2 separate regions of the Anas platyrhynchos genome follow, and region 2 is linked to region 1. Evidence: chromatin contacts called from public Hi-C data. All regions are on one chromosome and are shown on one strand. Each heading gives the region's core, a stretch centred on a gene start, on an enhancer-like site or on the middle of the called end of the contact. The rest is flanking DNA. Distances are from core to core; before and after follow the strand shown.

What was found. Hi-C and Micro-C count contacts between places; a contact is called where the count stands out from the background.
Region 2: a contact with region 1 is called in a Hi-C map of skeletal muscle, with 2.6 times the contacts expected there. The contact joins two enhancer-like sites. A contact is called at or near these places in 2 of 8 Hi-C or Micro-C datasets (skeletal muscle and subcutaneous adipose tissue).

What each region holds. Positions count from the first base shown.
Region 1 is chr1:199,337,309-199,344,113 of IASCAAS_PekinDuck_T2T, forward strand. No RefSeq gene overlaps it. Among named protein-coding and RNA genes, the nearest start is that of FZD4, 27 kb to the left of the region's middle. Within about 2 kb of position 3,298, at least 2 of the 8 cell types and tissues checked have an H3K27ac peak or open chromatin away from gene starts, as enhancers often do.
Region 2 is chr1:199,493,047-199,499,851 of IASCAAS_PekinDuck_T2T, forward strand. All of the region lies in intron 1 of ME3 (malic enzyme 3), which reads left to right. Among named protein-coding and RNA genes, the nearest start is that of ME3, 39 kb to the left of the region's middle. Within about 2 kb of position 3,560, at least 1 of the 8 cell types and tissues checked has an H3K27ac peak or open chromatin away from gene starts, as enhancers often do.

The sequences.
Region 1 (6,805 bases), core at 2,048-4,547:
TCAGCGGGTGGTGAGCAATTGCATTGTGCATCACTTGTTTTGTACACATTAGCAGTACTATTATCATTATTAAGATTTGTTTTTCTTTCTTTTCTGTCCTAATAAACTGTCTTTATCTCAACCCACAAGCTTTTACTTTTTTTCTGAGTCTCTCTCCATCCCACTGTGGGGGAGGGTGAGTGAACGGCTGTGTGGTGTTTAGCTGCTGGCCAGGTTAAACCACAACAAATTTCAGAGTTTCACCAGAGGTTTATATGCCTGTGTACTTACTCTGGAAAGAGGGAAAAAGTTCAGAGAGAACATTTGTATCCAGACATGTCATTCTCTGTTAAAACAACTTTGGGTTTAGATATCAGCATCCCTGCATCTGTAAGTTCAGCTGTTTGGAAGAAGATTTGTGTTAATATATACAAGTGTATACACATAAATACATATTTTCCCCATTTATTTTTGAAATGTAGATTTCCCACATACACAGTAACAGACCCAGAGAGTTCAAGGCTTTCCATGGCAGCTGCTTTTATTTATTTCTGTTCCAGCTTTGAAGGTGTTGGTTTCATCCTGATGAGAAATTGGAACTTTGGTGAAACTCTGAACATTTTAGTAGTTGGATAAAACTTCTTTTCACTTTAAATATGGGTCATGACCTATACACCTACTCATGCTATCTATAAGAATATGAAGGATGCTCATACAGGGATGCTCTGTGGTGGGAATTAGGTTCAAGTGCTGTCACAGGCACCTCTCTGCAACAGTTCCTAGGCAAGTATGATGCCAGCTCTAAGCATAGCACATGCAGCAATTTCCCCATCTGCTGCCCATATGGGGTGAGAGATCGACATGGGTTTGTTGACATATAACCTCTCAGATAGGCTGGAGCATGCTGCAGGTGTACAATACTTGAATCTGAGGCAACCTACAAAAGTCCCTGGCAGCCTACAAGTTGTGCATAGATGTGTAATTTGGGGTGAGTTTTTCAAAGTCTGCACCTGTCTGCCACCTATAGAACTGGGACAAAAGAACTTGTTTTCTCCATTCTTAGTGCTTGCAGACCAGGGGATTTTTTTGAGTCAAAGTTCACCTCTAACTGTGAGGTATATTTAAGGCTAGCCAGGAAATGTTTATCTTGCCCTGTGAAAATACTCACGGTTCACAAATGTTTCCAATCTTTCATCCAGGCAAAACAAACACCTTTCAAAGCAGAGGGGAACCTTGACTGCAACAACAGCCTCAAGGCTCTGCACTGAAAATCACACAGAGCAGATGGAAACTCCTTCTTAATGGGAAGATCATTTCTGTAAAAAAGCTGCTGTCAGGGAAGATTCCTTAAAAGCACTTGCTCTGCTCTTGGAGCATCTAGTAAAAGATGTGCTATTTACCAATGCTTCCTGCTACTCTGCACCAGGAAAAAAACAAAGGACCTTCACTTTATAAGCATTCTGAGCTTTCACCGTTCACATGCTACTTCCCTTCAAAATCTGGAGAAAATTCTTTTCATAAGAAGATTCTGGGCCTTTGCTTTGTTGTGTTTCAGATACCTCAGGGGAGGGAGCAGGAAAAGGAGGGAGCCAGCAGGAGTCAGATGCAGAAACTACAAGCACAAGGAGCTTCATGCTGCAGCTCTCCTCCCTATGTTTGCCTCACAACTACTTGAATATATGATATTCCTTGCTCCTCTCTCCTGGGATGAATCTCCATGCTTGAAAAATCAATAAAGAAACAAGCTTTTTACAGGGCTATGCTCAGGCTAGTCAGCTGAAGAGAGACTGCTGGCCCTAGAGGTTGGGCTGTCTTGCTGTGTTAGATATTTTTCATTAAATCTCATTTGTACTATGCTATAACATCTATACTATTCCCAACTTTTTTGGCAGAAAGTATTAAGGGAACAGCAGAGAAGACAACAAAGGAGCATGATATGCTTAACTTATTTAATCTGTTTCTCCATGCAGGATTTGTCGGCCTCTCCAGGACCTGGAATTCACCTGAAATGAAAAATCACATGCAGACACTCCTGATGTTTAGTGAAGCCAGATCTTAATCTGACTTTCAAGTTTTTATCAGATTTTGACAATTTAGGAAAGATTGAATAATATTGTTTCTACTTTATATTTTTGTTTTCCTTCTTCTAACCTGTAGGAACAGCACTCACAATGGATAGACGAATGGAGTTTTTCTTCGTTGCTTGAGAAAAAAAAGCATTATCTGCAGCCCAAGTTACCCATCTGTATTTTATTAGAGCAAAGAGACAAAACTAAGATAGTTCATTTTCAGCCAAAATCAACACCCTTGAAAAATACAGTCCTCTCTGCCAGCTTAGTCATCCTGCATGTTGCCCAGTTGACTGGGTTCAGAGCAAAACAAAGAACTAAAAGGAATAGTGTGTGTTGCATTCGGATCTGTACCAATGACAGTAAGGGGAGCCAAAGAAAAAATGACTCACGCTGGGAAGAATTCCACCTGTTCTCATCCAAATTGCATTTCCCTGTCAGGCTGAAAACAGCTGATGCACTGGTTCCCATGGGAATATTTTCATCTTGAACAATATACACATTCAAAACAAATTCCTGAGTCTGCCCTATTTACATTTATGTTTGCATTAAATGCTATATTCTAACCAGCACAAAGCCTGCTGCTGAATGAACGCTCCCCCCCCCCCCCCAGACTTCAGCTCTGCTCTGATTTGTGAAGGAAATTAAGGGTAACTAATGTAAGAAAGGCATTTCCATCACCAGGACAGGGAAAACCATTGACAAGCCCCCCCATGGAAGGGGTTTCTCTGAGAAGCAGAAACAAGGGGAAAGAAATGAATTTGCTTGAAGAGATATGGCTAAAACCCACAAAAATCAAAACAAAGCCGTGTTGCATAAAGAAAGGCTCACAGGGTGGCTACAGTAATGGCCTGAAATGCACTACCTAAAGATATTTTACAGGTATTTCTTCCAGTAATTAAGAATCGATTATCAAAACACTAGTTGATTATGCATAAAAGAATGCATCAGAATTTAAAAATCACACAGCCCCTGGATCCCAGTGCCCACTACAACTGTCTCTTCCTATCCTGCCACAAAAAGAAAGAGAGATAGGCATGGACCATGGCCGGGCAGATTTACAGGCCCTTTTCGAAGTGACAGTGCTGTTCCTCCAGATGCCTCAGAATCACAGTTCTGTAGATGAGAATCAGTCCTGAATGTAGGGAGCAAATCAAAATTGCTCCCCTGCATTCCTTTGCCTTGGTGTGTGAGGGATGGTGAGGAATGATGTCCATAACTTGTTTCTGCATCATTCTGGATGAAGCAGCATGAGTTAAACAGTTAGTCATGAGGCTGGGATTTATGGATATGTCACACAGACACATACAGGCAGATGTGAGCTTGCATTTCTGTATTCTCAGCTAGACAAATATCAACAAGCTGAATAGTTACAAAGCTATTTTAAGAGACCTATGCTAATGTGGTTTCACTGTGTCAGGTCTATATCCATGTCTATGGACTTCCATGATTATCTTCCAAGATCTAGTTCTGATGCTGACACAGATTTGTCTGTGACTTCTTCATCATATCTGCATTTCAGCCTATCTTCTACTTAAAAGATGTTTCAGGATTGAGGGCATGTTAAGGGATCCTGCCTCAGTGCTGGGCCCTGTTCTTATTCAGACGTTCTCAGAAGAGCTTTGGGTCTGCTTTCTAGCACAGCAAATATTGCTTCTGTTCTCAGGTATGCCTTTTATTCTTCTATTTGCAAAACAACAATGAATATTTCATCATTTGAAGCAGGGTTTATTAAAAAAATCTGTCGTGAAATGTGTTTGTGAACTGGATTACTATTACAATGATTGCGAGGAAAGTGAACACCTACCATGTAAATGAAAAGTCCTCCTACTAGCTTCAGCTTCTATGCAGTTGTTGTTGCTACTGTTACATTGTCATTATTTATTCAAAACTTCAAGAAAATGAGGAAAATAAGCCCTAATGCAATGGAATGAATGGAAAAATAAAGGCTATTTTTCTATTTTCAAGTAATGCAAAACAGAAATATATTCTATTACTCCTCCATTTGCTGTTGATAGCAGAATTACTGCTTCAGTCCCAGCAACTAGAATACCACAGAAAGCTCCTACACGGTTGTTCTTCAAACAAAAGTTGTCATCCTTAGAAGTAAATCCGATGAGCCTTTAGGTTAAGGTCACAGAACTCTTTATAGCACGTTCATAGCATAGATTTGGGCCAGATGTTTGACATTTTTCTTGCCTGAGTCATGAACTGAGTGTCTGACTGTTGACCTATGTTTTGGAGTGAAAACGTCAAGAAATCCTTTGCGGTAACTGTAGTTTCCTGTCAGCTGGAAAAATGTTGGAAACCCTTTCTCATGAACTTCTGTCCCTCACTGGCTGTATTTCCTGTCCAAGGGCTTTCCAAGTGGGCTGGCATGGTGACAAACTTTTTGTCTACCTAATATACAATCACTGATTAGAGAAGAAGGGTATGCAAAGTGATAATTGGACAAACTATAAGGATTTTTTTTTCCTAGCTTAGTTTTTAAGGTACAAAGGCATGTGGCAAGAGAATACAATAATTGCAATTTGTATATCATTCAGACTAGTGCCCTTGGAGCAGTTATTAGCTAACATTCAATATTCCTTTTCTATTTGGCAGCATTTTGTATTTCATATGTACTTCAGCAGATTAGTTTTTCCGTGGTAAACAAGAGGAAAAAAAAAATAAAAAATCTTGAGAGCACGAAACAGCCTGAGAGGTTGAATATTTATGTTGTCAGGACCTGATATGACCTTCATTAAAATCTACAGAAAGAATGAAGCTGAATTCAGTATGAGATGGATCTAGACTACAAGTTCTGTCTTCACCACTGTGTTTTCAATTATGAGGCAATAAAGGGCAAAGAGAGGAACTTTTAAACCAGTGGTTGTGCCATACTGTCAGTCTGAATCTCCTGCCCCATTACATTTTCCAACCATACTCAGTAAAGAGGCAAAGGAGCTAATGTGACTTGCTGAGGGGGGACTGCCACTTAAGTCACCTGCCTATGTTGAGCTCTTTCAGAAAAGGAGATCTGGACTGAATGCTTAGCCTTCTTTAGATGGATACACAAGAAGCAACAGAGTTAGAGATCTGCTAGCAAGTTGATCACATCCTTTATCTTGATGTTTGAGGGGGAAAAGTTGGGTTTAAAAAGACCATGTCCAGGTCTGTGGTTGTGTAGAGTGTTTGCACAGAGAGCTGCACCGTGAACCTAGTCACAACTCATTTATGATCACAAATTTAATCACAAGTTGAAGTGGCTCAGGATCCTCACTGATAATGCCTATGGTAAGAATTTAGGGCACTAGTTTTTTCAGGATTTTTCTTAGGAGAATCTTAAACTTGGCTTCCTGAATAAAGCAGACACTATAATTTTGAAGGCCCTTTCCAAATGAACTGTTCTGTTCTGTTCTGTTCTGTTCTGTTCTGTTCTGTTCTATTCTATTCTATTCTATTCTATTCTATTCTATTCTATTTCTATTTCTATTCATGTGTAATGTTCACGATTTGAAGTGGTGTCTTAAAAGCCCTGTTTAAGTCCAAAAGAATACCCTGAAATGGATGGTGCTGCCAGGACACATTTTGCTTTATTATTAGGCCTTTTATTGAGGTTTTGCTCTTTGCTACACAGAGGACATTAGAAAGAGGATGCAGCTGATTGCAAGTCTGTGTGAGTCCTTGAAGAACCCTCAGTGCTTCCTTTCTTAAAACATTCAGTCAATATTAATAATCCATCCACTTAGAATGATCTTTGTCATTTCTAAGCATTAGATTGGTATTTCTTAAGCCTGATGTTTACAAAACAAGATTTAGTGTATATGATGAGGAACAGTAGGAAAGAAATCCTCAGCTCTGATCTCCATGTGGCCACCAAGGGGTTGGTAGTGACATAGTAATGTTTTCCTTTCTGAAATGGTCAACAATATAAAGCAGAAACCATTGCTTCAAGGGACTAGTCCCAGTGTTGCTGCAGGCAGCAGCCTCTTTTCTTTCTGCATTGCTTTTTGAGCTAGAGAAAATCTATCAGATCAGCTGATTTTAATAGTTGCTGATGTAAGGGCAAGCATACAAATTGGACTGTGTCTGAAAGGTTAGACAGCTTCATGGAGAAAAGAACTAAATGTGAGGTGACTGAGGCCAGGTGCCAAAACCATGTGTGTAACTAGCCATGGCAGTTTGTGCATCCATTCTGTGGCTGCAGGAATGTGCCCATAGTGAGCCAGGTGCTTCTACCCCTGATTTAACAGGAGGTGACAAAGACTGAAGTAATGTCAAGAGGGGGTGCAACATCACTGATTTTAGTGAGATTAAATGAGCTCTTGCGTGACTTGAGAAGGCTGGATGTAAAGTGAGACAGCATGATTAGATATAAAGTAAGGCATTAAGAAAAACAAAACAAAACAAACAAACAAACAAAAAAACAGATAAATCATTGCCAGTATCAAAATGATGCTGTCAATGACAGAATAAGAGAGAGAAAACAAACAAACAAACAAACAAAAACAAACAAACAAACAAACAAACACAAAAAAAAAAACAGTACAGTATCTTGGGAATCTACCAGCACTAGCTTGAGGTGGAAAGGAGGACTGAAAAATTCCAGCCTGTACTCCACATTCCAGTGCATCATTGTAGCTCATTTACACCTTCTGCAAATGCAGAAGATAACAAAATACCATTTTGATAATTCAGGTTGATCTCTCAGACTGTATCTGCTTCCTGGTCAACTCAAACTCCCCAGTGCTTGCTGTAATTACCTGCTGTCCCTC
Region 2 (6,805 bases), core at 2,310-4,809, 160 kb after region 1:
ACTTCATTCAAGTGTACCTCTGGCAGTTATTTATTCTTTCTCATTGCTCTCTACCAGGTGTAAAAGGGTCATCTGTTTATAGCTATGAGCTTTTCTACTAAGGCAGTAGCTTAAAAACAAGCTCATTTTTTCTTAGCAATTGCTCACGACCTGGTGTCAATGTGAACGATTTTAAAAAGCCTGTTTTGGCTGGAATAGCAGGCTGCCATTCAGGGCACATGCCTAAACCGATCGCCTGCTGGGGGTCGGGAAGGGAATTCCGCTATCAGGAGCAGCACACAAAGAGCCAGCAGCATTTATGAAGAAGGAAAGAGCTGACATTCCTCCAGGGCATCAGCTACCTGAGGCTGTCTTCAGGATATGCAATACTGGACATGCCAGCAGCTTGCTCAGGGGACCCGTTTGGCTCTGGTATGTGGGTTTGCATCTCTTTTGACTCCCTGTTCACCACAGCATTTGTTATACATTCTCCAGGAGGAAACCCTAACATCCAGCTCTTACCTGCTGTATTAAAGTCTTAAAGCCTCCTTGTTTTCTTCCAGTCTGAGTGAGTTGAAGGCGCTGTGGTCTGTAGCTCCCCATAGTGGGAGATCTCTGGAAATGCTGGGTAATGCTTTAGGCTTTTAGGCTTGAGCGAGTTTACAGGGGTGGGGTAGATTTATTTATTTATTTATTTATTTATTTATTTATTTATTTATTTATATTTATTTATTTATTTTTCGTGCCTTTTTCTTAACTGTCTCTGCACTTGACCTGTTTCACCCTTTGCAGGAGGTAAAATATGTCCAAAGTAATGAGATTTTTTTTTCTCAGTTTGTCTGCAAGGTTCAAAGCGGCAGAAACACTTGGTAGCTTTTGTCTTCCATTTGGGAAGGAAAAATGCAGTCATCAGATTCCTGCTGTGCTGCTGGTGAGTGAAATCTGTCCTGAACCACAGCTGTACATCAGTATGGGCAGGCAGGGGAACTTCTCTTATACAGAGAGAGTACAAGAATGCAGTCATCTGCAAGCCAAATAAAATCCTCAGTCATAAATGAGGAGGGGAGGGATGTAGAAGCAGATTCTGATTTTGCTTAGGCCAGTACCCTTTGATAAGGCTTGACTCAAATGAGGTGGTTAACATCTCTCTCAGGTTTTATTTTGCTTATCTGAAGAGTGAGCTGATGAGGGTGCCTGGAGAGAGCCTCAGCTCTGTGAGTCTATCCTGGGAAGCAGCTAGGCAAATCCAGTTGGGATTTCCCTTGTGGTGTCTGAGATGATTCCTCCAATGTCATGGGATTTATTGGTGACCACAGGAGAGAATGAGGGGAAGAAGATGGGAAGCAGAGTTTTAAGCCTTGGTTGAGTCCTTTCTGAGGCATCTCAAGTGTGCGAAGTCTGTGTGGGAAGGGAATGGCCTTCATGGAAAGCCTTTAGCTGCATCTGATCTTGTCTAGGATGAGTCGTCCTCTAAATTAAAACTCAGAAAGGTCTCTGTGGCTGTTTCCACAATGTACTCATCATGGGTAGGACACCAGCAAGCAATGGACCCTCCCAAGGTGTTGGGTCACACCTAGGGGAATGAGCCAACCACCACTGCTGACCAAATGCATTGAAGTGGGGCTTCAGTTATTTCAGTAAGCAAGCTTTTTCCAGGATGAAGCAACACAAGCTAAGACTTCCATGGACCGTATGCTGACCATGATACAAGTGGCTGTTACACAAAACAGGACAATCCCTTGTCCATATCCCAGCCTCACGTTTGCTTTTGAGGTTGAGGCAGTCATGTAGAAGTGAAGATCGTGTTCTTCTTGATGTTCACCCCAATATGTTTCTCTGATATGTGTATTTAATTTTTATGTCTATATCTAAAGGAGAAGAACAGGCTGAGGGGAGGCCTCATGGCGGCCTGCAGCTCCCTCACGAGGGGAGCGGAGGGGCAGGCGCTGAGCTCTGCTCTCTGGGGACAGTGACAGGACCCGAGGGAACAGCATGGAGCTGGGACAGGGGAGGATCAGGCTGGGGGTTAGGAAAAGGTTCTGCACCCAGAGGGTGATCAGGCACTGGGACATGCTTCCCAGGGTCACAGCACTGAGCCTGCTGGTGTTCAAGAAGTGTTTGGACAGCGCTCTGAGGCATAGGGTCTGATTTTGTGTGGTGTTGTGTGGAGTCAGGAGTTGGACTCAATGATCCTTGTGAGTCCCTTCCAGCTCAGGATATTCTATGATCTGTGGGTAATTCCTTAAAATGGATTTGAAGGTTTCTTCTGAAATCTGATTTACATCTTACATTTGCTGCTAATGAGCTTATTGTCCGTGTGTGTATGTTTGCTGCCTCTTGGTATATTTGCATTTCACTGAGCTGAAATAATAAGTATCTCCATGGTCAATCTCCTATTCATAATCTGTTTTGATTCCAATCAATTCTTTGCGTGCATCAGCACTGCGATTCCAACTCTCCATCCCTTCCTGCACTGTGCAAATAGGAAGACAGAAGACAACCAGGAAAGGTCTTGGTGTGGACACGGAGATCTCCATGTGGAAAATTTGAGAAGCAATGCATTAGTTTAGCATTGAAACTTTTGAACTAGACAGGCAACAGGAAAACAGGAGTACTCTGAAAACAGATTTTTCAGACCATTCCTGTTGGTCTATTTTCCAGATCAGCTGCAAACCTAGACAGATATTGTTTGCTTTAAGTCATTATTTCATTTCTTTTCCTTGTACCCATATGTGTATTTTTTTATAATGTGTCTGCAGTCAAGGAAAGAGAGCAATCTTTCATACAGATACTAAGAACCAGCCTCTCATATTTTCCCTTCAGGTCAGTTCTGGCTTGAAATAGCTGAAACTATTTCTTGACTCATTTCATAGTGTTAAATGCAGCTGTGATTTCTGCTCCCTGTCTTTTTCCAAAGAAGTCAGAAATTGAAGGAAATAGAAGCATAACAGATCCTTATTTATTGATTACAGAAATTGTATTAAATCAAGCTGTAAGAATTGCTGGCTTATGTCTTATGATAACTTTTGTAAATAAGATAACTTTTGTAAAGATGATAGTGAAGAGCAGTAGAGGGTTGGGAAAAAATATTTATAGGAATGATATTCAATTTGTTTCTCTATAGTCATACTCAGGTAACATCAACAGGAGTAGCTGATCAGCTTTATGTTGATATGCCTCACATTTGTAGGACTTTCTCCTTCCAGTATTTCATGGAATGATTTCCAGAAATGATATTATTGTAATGATAAAAAGCATGTAGTTTTATTTTTTAAGCCTGCCATGACTGCTTGTGTGCATTTCAGCAGGGAATTGGCCCGCAAGAACTGAAAAGCCTTTTTTTCAGTTTTGGTTTTGTGGTGTTTTCTTTTTAATTTTTATTTCTTCAAAGGAAAGTTTATTTCCAGGCATGTGGTGGCACAGGTCTGTATTACTGCTCTAATTCTCACACTGTTTTCTGAAGTTGTGGAAGCCAAAAGCCAGTGCACTGGAAACTTAATTTTGCTATAGATGCAAGTTGGTAAGGGCTTTCCAGGAAAGAGGGTTCGTGCAGCACTGGGTGTCCAACCATTCCTGTTTCATGAACTCAGTGCTGTAATGGAGGGCTGCAATAATATCTTTGCTGCAAGCAGATTTACACAGATACACCCAGAACAAACATTTCCTGTCATTTTTTATCTTCTTTGTTACATACAAACACAAATGTCTCCAAGGACAATCAAATAGAAACACTTTGAAATGAACCCAAGCAGTGAGCAAGTGCATTAACATGCAGGATCCCATTTTATTTTTCTAATTAAACTCAATTGTGTTCTCTGACCTGCATTTTAAATACTGAATATTTAGTGAGATTCATACTTTTTTTCCCCTACCCTGCTTCCTTTCAGGCTTTGTTCAGCATGTGAATAGCTCCATTAGGGAAATGTGAAAACACTGGACTATGCATTGACTTGCTGTTTTGACATTCCAGTGGGAGATACTACTAAGCTGTAAATTACAGAATTGGACATCACTGGTTTGAATTCAGATCAGTTTGGCTTGAAAAGCGAGGTTTAGCTATTTGACCTGCCCTGACCCAGCTCTGTCCTTTGTTTGGTAAGGTACCTGATTTGTTTGCAAATTTCTTCCTACGCCATGGAACACAGAAATCTGAAGTATTCAGATGTTTTAGCTATGTCTCTCACTTCGGTGCAATAAAAATCCTGTTGTGACTCATCATAAAGTGAGGCTTCTAAACATATTTGTTGCTGCCCTTTCACACACACACACACACAAGTGTGAGATAGTTTCAGAAGTGGACCTGCAAAACCTTGTATTTGTTTTTAAACCCCATGAAACTCTGGACATTGTTAAAGCTAAAACTTGATGGTCAAATCAAAAATGGTCAAAAAATATTTGGAGTCACATGAGATGGGTTTGGAAGGCTATAGGGTTGTAAACCTTGGCTCCGGGAAGAAGTACAGTCCATTATAGTCTCTGCTTGAATCAGAGTGTAGCACAGAGCTTTGCTTACAGGTTGGAGGAATGGAGCTGAGGAGGTGAGGCCAGGGCTGATGTGTGAGTGCTGTGCCTCTAGAGCCAGGCACTGAACAGGCAGCAGTGGCAGCCCTGAGACAGAGGGAGAAGTGGAAACAAGCACTGAAGTGTGCAACTTTTTAAATTCTTTTACAAAAGTATAAAAACACCTCATTTTTATACTTTTATAATGATCTTGACTCACAAAGTAAAGCAAACTACAGTTTCCATATGACTCTACCTACCTCTCTCTCCAGGCCTTCATGCACTGGGGAGGGTTAAGCAATGTGCATTTATCAGATGCTGATGGTGACTGCTGCTTGAGATCATGTGAATGCTGTTGGTACTGAAAGCAATGCTTCCCTTTCCTGAATTTACTGAAACTGAAGGAACCTCCCATCATGCTCCCACACACTTTGTTGTGCTAGAACACAGAAGTTGAGAAATTATTCCTCTAAGTAAGTTGTTAGAAATTCAGATGCTAGCAGTGATATAAAAGAGGTCTCTTTTTCTCTGCTTTTTACTGCTTTTTGCATATTTTAGGCTCAAAGTTAGCAGTTATTTCTGAAGTTAAGCAATTGAACATTGCATTTGCTTATTACACTTGACGATGGTAATGAGCTCTGGAGGGTCTGTGAGCACATCAGAGGGCAGAACTAGAATTCAAAATAATTTGCACAAACTGGAGAAATTAAGTGAAAAAAAGCATACATGCAAAGTTGATTTGCAATAATTAACAACGCAAGCTCAGAATGAGGAAAGAAACCCAGCCAGAGAGCAGTTCTGCAGGAAACTAGAGGGTGTGGTATGATGGATCTCATACCAAACACAAGACACTAATGTCATACTGTTGTGGAAAAAACAACAGTCTTCATACTAGGATGTATAGACTGTGGTGTCACTTGCAAGACACGTTTAGTAAACCTTTTCCTCTCTTTGTCCTGTCGCATTGCGTGGGTGCTGTGCCTTAACTGGGGCACTGTGTTTGCAGAAAAGATGTGGCCCTCCTGGCCAGACGGTGACATGACATGAGTGAGGGTGACATGACAGTGGTCTTCAGATGTATAAAATGTAGTAACACTATGGGATAAATTGTATTTTGTGGCTGTGGGAAACACAATTGGAAGTTTTGAGCTTCACTGCAGTGAGGGTTGGACAAAAAGAAAGTCTGGAGTGAACTGAATGGGCAATATGAATTTTGTAAGGTAGGAGACTGTTAGGGCTAAAGCAAAGGTCTATTCAGGGAGACCTAAGTGCAGCTTATTTTGTGGTAAGGGGTTGAGCATGATGGCCCTTTCACCCCCCTTCCCTTTTGTTTCCTCTTCTGATTCTGGGACTGAAGGACAGTGGGGTTGGAACTAGATGATCTTTAAGGTCCCTTCCAACCCAAGCTGTTCTGTGACTCTATGCCAGTAGCTTTGAGCTGAGTATACCTCAGCCCCCAAGCCCCCAAAGGTGTGTTGGCTGTGGGATATTTTCATGGAGGCTTGAGTGAGTGGGAAGGAAATGAATCCTTTCCTAAGGTAATTTGACGGGGAATGTGATCTCTTTGAGTAGATCACTGATATGTGTGCTTCCTTCTCCCTACCACAGGAGAAGAACGAATAACAGAAGGCAGTATCAGGCAAAAGAATTGGTTCATGGCTGCAAAATTTTGCATAGATCTCCCTCCAGATGTATTTCCAGCCCTGTGCAGATTTGCAGTGACATTATGCAGTCTATGCCAGCAGAGCACTGGCAAGGAGAGGGGAGCTGGATTTGCCCATTGAAGCATTCAGCTGGGGTAACTGCAAAGGGAATTCTCGTTCATTAAAGTAGCAAGTTCAGCTCGAAGCATCGGATTTGCAGAAGCTGCTGTTATCTGTGGATTTATGCTCACGCTGCAAGCACAGTTTGAGATCTGAATGATGGAAATGCAGCACCCAGAAGAGCAAATTCCTATTTGGTGATTTTCATAACAATTCTTGTTAAGTCCGGGCTCTATAAACAGCTCTGAGCACTTGCTTTCTCTGTCCTTAAATGCATCAAACAACCACCTTTCTAACCAAGGAAAAAATTGGAATCAGGTCAGAGTTTACTTTAGCAAAAAAATAAATATAAAAAAATTACTATTTGTGCAGAATATGAAGCCATTGGGGCTTTGCACAGTAGGGAATAAGATGGTAATTGCACTTTGTCTTTTTTCTCTTTCTCATTTCTACAAAATAAAAGACCAAGATGATTTGGGATTTATTTTGGTAGATTTGACACCTGTGCTTACTTCCTGAGATTGAAAGAGAGAAAACAAATTGGAAAGTTTAGTCACAGGCAA